Regions from separate parts of the Bos taurus genome. Here region 2 is linked to region 1. Evidence: chromatin contacts called from public Hi-C data. All regions are on one chromosome and are shown on one strand. Each heading gives the region's core, a stretch centred on a gene start, on an enhancer-like site or on the middle of the called end of the contact. The rest is flanking DNA. Distances are from core to core; before and after follow the strand shown. Region 1 has its middle 43 kb from the start of CPLX1. Region 2 overlaps PDE6B (phosphodiesterase 6B).

Region 1 (2,700 bases), core at 159-2,658:
GTGACGGTATTCACTGTCCTGGACCCACTGCCCCTTGCCTCTACCTCAGAAAGGGGACAGAAGCCTTTGTAGCCAGTTCTGGCTTTGGGATTTGCAAGCCACCATCCCCAGCACGGCTGGTCTCAGTGGGGCACCCCAAAGTGCCCCCACCACTGGCCTCCATTCCCCCACCTCTACCCTCCTCCCCCTACCCCCAACCCGGCCCGGACTCACCTCAGTCCTAAGCAATGACTCAGATGTGCTGGTCACCTGAATTGCCTTCCCTGGGAACCCCAGGCAGCCCTTCCCCAGTGTCTGGTGGGGCAGACCCCTTAGTCCTCTCCCTGAGGACTCCCGGGAGAGGCACTTGCTCACTCCAGGTTGCTGAGCCCCTGTGATGCGCAGAGCTCTCCTAGGGCCTGGGGAAAGTGGAGGTCTTTCCTCCTGGGACTGATTGTTCCAATGGCAGGAGATAAACGATGAATACGTAGGTGGTGAGGTCTTTCTGAGGAAATTGAGTAGGATAAGGGGCAGAGAGGATGGTGAGAGTGGTTATTTCACCTCTAGGGAGGTGAGGTGTGCAGACAGACCCCAAGGAAGAGAGGAGGAGCCCTATGGGACCCAGGCAGAAACAGCAGTGCCAGGGCCCCGAGTCAGGATCTGGCTGAACATTTCCGAGTGGCCATGGGGACTCTGGCTGACCGTGGCCTTGCCCCTGGGCTTGCTTTAGGACCATACTGCCTCTTCTGGAGCCCCTTTCCTTTCAGGACATTTAGCTCTGTTTCGACAAAGCAGAGCACACTTTGATACCTGCCCCTCCAGAGCTGTCCACTCTGCAGGCAGCCAGCCCCGGGCAGCGCTCTGCTTGGATTTGCTGTCTCTCCTCGCAGGCGCCCTGCATCGGAGAGCTGTTTGAGTCACCAGCCACTTAACTATCAAGGCTGTCAGGGCACATTTTTAAAGATCTGGCAATTAAGGACCATTTTGTCTAGTTGTGCTAATCCGCAGCTAGACAATCCTGCTGTCCACAGTCGCAGCCAGCGGGACTCAGTGAACCCTGGGTCTGGGCCACCTGTCCACTCAATTTGGAATCTGCTGCACTCCTGCCTCAGGCGGTTCCCGTCAAGTCTGAAGGGAGGAGTAGCCTCTGGGGTGAAGGCTGGGTCCTTGGAGCCGGGCTCGCACTTGGCCGAGGGGCCGGGGTTGAGGGGTCAAACCGAGGGGGCAGGTTTGGGCAGAACTCGGGGCGGTGGTCGGGATGGGAGATGGGTGAGAGTCAGGGTGGGCCGGGCTGGAGGAGGGATGCGAGACGCCACGCTGCGGGGCCGAGCCGGGAGCGGGACTGGGGATGGGCTCGGGCTTCCTCAGTGCCTCGCCAGTGTCGGTCAACATCTACGCGGTCCGGAGGGTGGAAGGGTCTCAAGGCAGGATCCAGAGCCGCTTGAACTGGTGCGGAGTCCAGGCGCCTGGGCCCCGCCCTTCCCCTCTGCCCCTCCCCTCCCCTCCCCTCCCATCCATAGGCCCCGCCCCTCCCGTCCCTCCCCGCCCCTCCCGCCCCTCCCCGCCCCTCCCGCCCCTCCCGCCCCTCCCCGCCCCTCCCGCCCCTCCCCGCCCCTCCCGCCCCTCCCCGCCCCTCCCGCCCCATTCTTCGGCCCCACCCCTCCTCGCCCCTGGCTGTCCTGAGCCAATCAGCGAGTGCCGGGTAAGGCCGCTGCGATTGGCTCCGAGAGGGTCACGTGCCACAAGCCTGGCTAATCCGAGCCCCCGAAACGAGAAAGCCGGAAGGGCGGCCCGCGGCAGGTCGGGCCCGCTACTTGGGCTCGGCACCCCGGATCGCTCTCTGGGCTAGGCTGACCCGGAGTGAAGAGCGGAACTTCCGCGTCCCACGGACCGCCTGTTGAAGGGCGGGCAGCGGGGTCCAGGCGGGGCGCTGACTCAGGGCCCAGGAATTCCGGCGCTGGAGAGACACGCCCGGCCTGGCCCGCACAGCTTGTCCAGGGACCGACGGCAGAGATCTCCACCCTCGCCCCGGGAGCTCATCCCTCCTGCGCACCGGCCCTGCTCCCTAAATTGACCGCCCTCCGCCCAGGTGAGGGTGTAAGGCCTGGTGGTCCCACGCTGGATAAGCGGAGATCTGTACTTGTCTGGCTACAGTCCAAAGGGTCGCAAGAGAGTCGGTAAAGCCTGCGGCACCATGGGAGCTGGAGGTGGAGCTGAGGAGGGGGCTTGGGGGTGCCCGAGCCTCCAGTGGCAGTGCTGGCCAGTTGGTGGGTCATCACGCTGTCTCCTGATGCTTGGGGAAGAACCAGAGCCCCAGGCACCTAGAACCTTTGCCGTCATATCACTTGTCCCGGAGGATGAAGCCTGCTGGGATTCTGGAGCCCCCGCTCGGGGCTGATCATCAGCCTCCAGGCCCCACTGGTGCCCAGAGTGACTTTTCTCAGCCCCAGAGGATGAGGCATGGGAGTTGAAGTTGAGTTTGATTTCTGCAAAATAAACACTGTTTCTTGCATGCTTGAGTGAGTGCATTGAGGTTTATGCTGTGGAGAGGGCAAAGGTCTATGCCAGGAAAGAGAAGGGCCTGGTCTGGCTGGGGAAAGGCCTGGAGGCCGGGATGGGACAGGGTGAGACCTTGGCAGCAGCCCCTGGCTGCCGCCCTGCTGCCATAGGAGACCCAGGGCTGGGGGACATCTGGGCACACTCCTGCCATTCCTTCTCCCT
Region 2 (2,796 bases), core at 88-2,587, 140 kb after region 1:
GGAACCGAAGCTACAGCTGGCCAGTCAGCCTCACGCAGCAGATCTGAAATTCCCACATCCCAGGGCCAAGTCTATGGTTTCTTTGTTGTTTCTCTTGCCTCTGACTAAAGTGGCCAAGACACCTTCAAAAAGGGGTTGATGGGAGCCCCTGAGGCAGAGTCCATGGGAAGAATGACCAGGGCTGATCGACAGTGATTCTTGACCAGGGAGGGGGCCTAGGACCCTGGAGGATTGCTAAGATCTGTGCGAGGGAGGGGCAGGCCCTGTGCAGAGAAGCGCTTTAATTTGCAATTGGGGCTCCCCTACAGCGTGAGGAAGAAGTGGGCACCAGACTGAATCGCAGGCAATGTGGGAGCCAGGCTTTGTTCATTTCAGTCTTTTCTTTTCAAAGAGAGCTGTGAGGTAGAGCTGTGAAGTAATTAGAGTTCTTTAAAATGCTGTTCAGAGTGTAAGGTCTCAGAGGTGGCTTTCTACTGGGGTTAGGCGACATCTGAGTGGAAATCAAAGTATTTAATTGAGACATGAACACCCATTGTTGGAAGTCCCCTTTATAATTCTCACATCTGTACATGAATGTGGTCTGAAGAGCTGGAAACATCGGGTCTCTGGATGGTCGTGTTTCCTAAGTGTCAGGGATTCATTTGCTGGAATGATATTTATTGCCTGCCTTAGGACTGGTATAACTGGATGATAGAACAGACAAAAATCCTTGACTCTTAGATTCATTTTCTAATGCGGGGAGTGTAGGCTAGAACATAAACAAACAAAGCAACCAGATGGCTTGTCACGGGGAAATGAGCAAATGCAGGGGGTCCAGCAGGTGGAGGTCGACGGAGTGGGGAGATGCAGGGCTAGAGTGAGGAGGTGCTCAGGTCAGGGGCGACCTGTCTACAAAGGAGCCATGGGATGTGTGGGGCAGTGTTCTTGGCAGAGGGACCAGCAAGTCCATAAGCCCTTGAGAGGAGCATGGCTGGGGCAGGATGGTGGAGTATGGAGAGGTGGGCAGGGGCTGCAGGAGAGGCCCTGAGGGCCCCCCCAGTGATAGGACCTAAGTTTTCAAAGTGTGGCTCTGACTGAGTTGAGTTGGGGTGGCTAATGAGAGAGGCAGAAGGAGAGGGACCCTGAGACAGTATGCAGGAAGAGGAGCTGAAAAGTGAGGGTATCCAAAGCAAGGGCTAGGGGCTCAGAACATGACAGGCAGAAAATTAGAAACTTGGCTTCTCCAGAGATCCAACTTCCCTGGAAGGAACACAGCCCCTGGGTGAGATCTGCTGGGGGAAGGTATGTGTGGTGGGGCAGAGTCAGAAGATGCTCCCAGGCTTGCCTCCCACACCCACACCTGGGCTGTGTGGGGTGGGTTTGAATCTTGGCCTGAGGCCACTGCTTGAAGCTGCAGATAAGAATCTGGGGAAATGTCCTCACAGCAGTTAGGTTAAGGGGCCTGGTTGAGAGGAAGCTGAGAGAAAGGCAGCCTCAAAGCCAGGGTAGGATGAAAGCCACTCAGAACCCCTCCCAGGGGGATGGCCAGGCCTCACCAAGGGCAGAGGAGCATGCGGTGAGCATATGGGAAGAAATAAGGGCTGGAATTTAATGAAATACTTGAATACTACCATCCAGGAGGTTCAACACACACCAGATAGGATGAATTCAAAGACACCCAGACTATAATCAAGCTGTTGAAAGATGGAGAGACTCTTGAAAACAATGAGAGAAGAGAATCATCACACACAGGGGATCCTCACTAAGTGTATCAGCAGATTTCTCATCTGCTCTCATTTCAGCACAGAATCTGCTGAAACTTTGGGGACTAGAAGGCAGTGACCTGGTGTATGGTGGTTTAGTTGCTAAGTCATGTCCGACTCTTGCAACCCCATGGACTGTAGCCTGCCAGTCTCCTCTGTCCACGGGATTCTCCAGGCAACTCCACTCCACTGGAGTGGGTTGCCATTTCCTTCTCCAGGGGATCTTCCCGTCCCAGAAATCGAGCCTGGGTCTCCTGCATTGCAGGCAGATTATTTACTGATTGAGCTAGTCTTCCCAATCCAGGCATCAAACCCAGCTCTCCCATGTTGCAGGAGGATTCTTTACCAACTGGGCCACCAGGGAAGCCCAGTCTGGTGTATTCAAAGTGCTAAAATTAAAAAAACCAAAAACCTGTCAATTAAGAATCTTGTATCTGGGAAAACTGCCCTTTAAGAGTGAGGGAGGAATTAAGACATCTCCAGAAAAACAAAAGTTGAGGGAATAAATGACCACTACAATTTCGCAGCAAGAAATGCCCTCCAGGTAAAATGAAAGGACCTCAGAACTAGAATTATTATAACAATGAAAACTAAAATATTGCTGAAATAAATTAGAGAAGACACAAATAGTTAGAAAGACATTCTTTGCTCATGAAATAGAAGACCCAATGTTGTTACCATGTCAGTACTACCCAAAGTAACCTACAAGTTCAATTAATCCCTATCAAAATCTCAATGGTGCTTTTGCAGAAGTATAAAAACACATTCTGGAGTTATATAGCAGCTCAAGGGATCGTGAATAGTTAAAACAATCTTGAGAACAACTAAAGCTGGAGGACTCATATTACCTGATTTGAAAACATAGTACAAACCTACGTTAATCAAAACATGATACTGGCATAAAGACAGCCATATAGACCAATGGAAAGCTTACAGAGTCCAAAAATAAACCCTGGCATATATTATTTTGACAAAAAAATCCAAGACCATTCAATGGGGAAAGAGTTCAGTTCAGTTCAGTTCAGTCACTCAGTTGTGTCTGACTCTTTGCAAC

The links. A called contact is a pair of places that touch in the nucleus more often than the background predicts.
Region 2: a contact with region 1 is called in a Hi-C map of germinal vesicle oocytes, with 9 times the contacts expected there. The contact joins two enhancer-like sites. A contact is called at or near these places in 2 of 11 Hi-C or Micro-C datasets (germinal vesicle oocytes and liver).

Annotation. Positions count from the first base shown.
Region 1 is chr6:117,531,608-117,534,307 of ARS-UCD2.0, forward strand. No RefSeq gene overlaps it. Among named protein-coding and RNA genes, the nearest start is that of CPLX1, 43 kb to the left of the region's middle. Within about 2 kb of position 1,409, at least 93 of the 102 cell types and tissues checked have an H3K27ac peak or open chromatin away from gene starts, as enhancers often do. A contact at or near this core is called in germinal vesicle oocytes, where this site is marked.
Region 2 is chr6:117,668,409-117,671,204 of ARS-UCD2.0, forward strand. The region is part of intron 3 of PDE6B (phosphodiesterase 6B); the gene reads right to left. Among named protein-coding and RNA genes, the nearest start is that of PDE6B, 16 kb to the right of the region's middle. Within about 2 kb of position 1,338, at least 1 of the 102 cell types and tissues checked has an H3K27ac peak or open chromatin away from gene starts, as enhancers often do. A contact at or near this core is called in germinal vesicle oocytes, where this site is marked.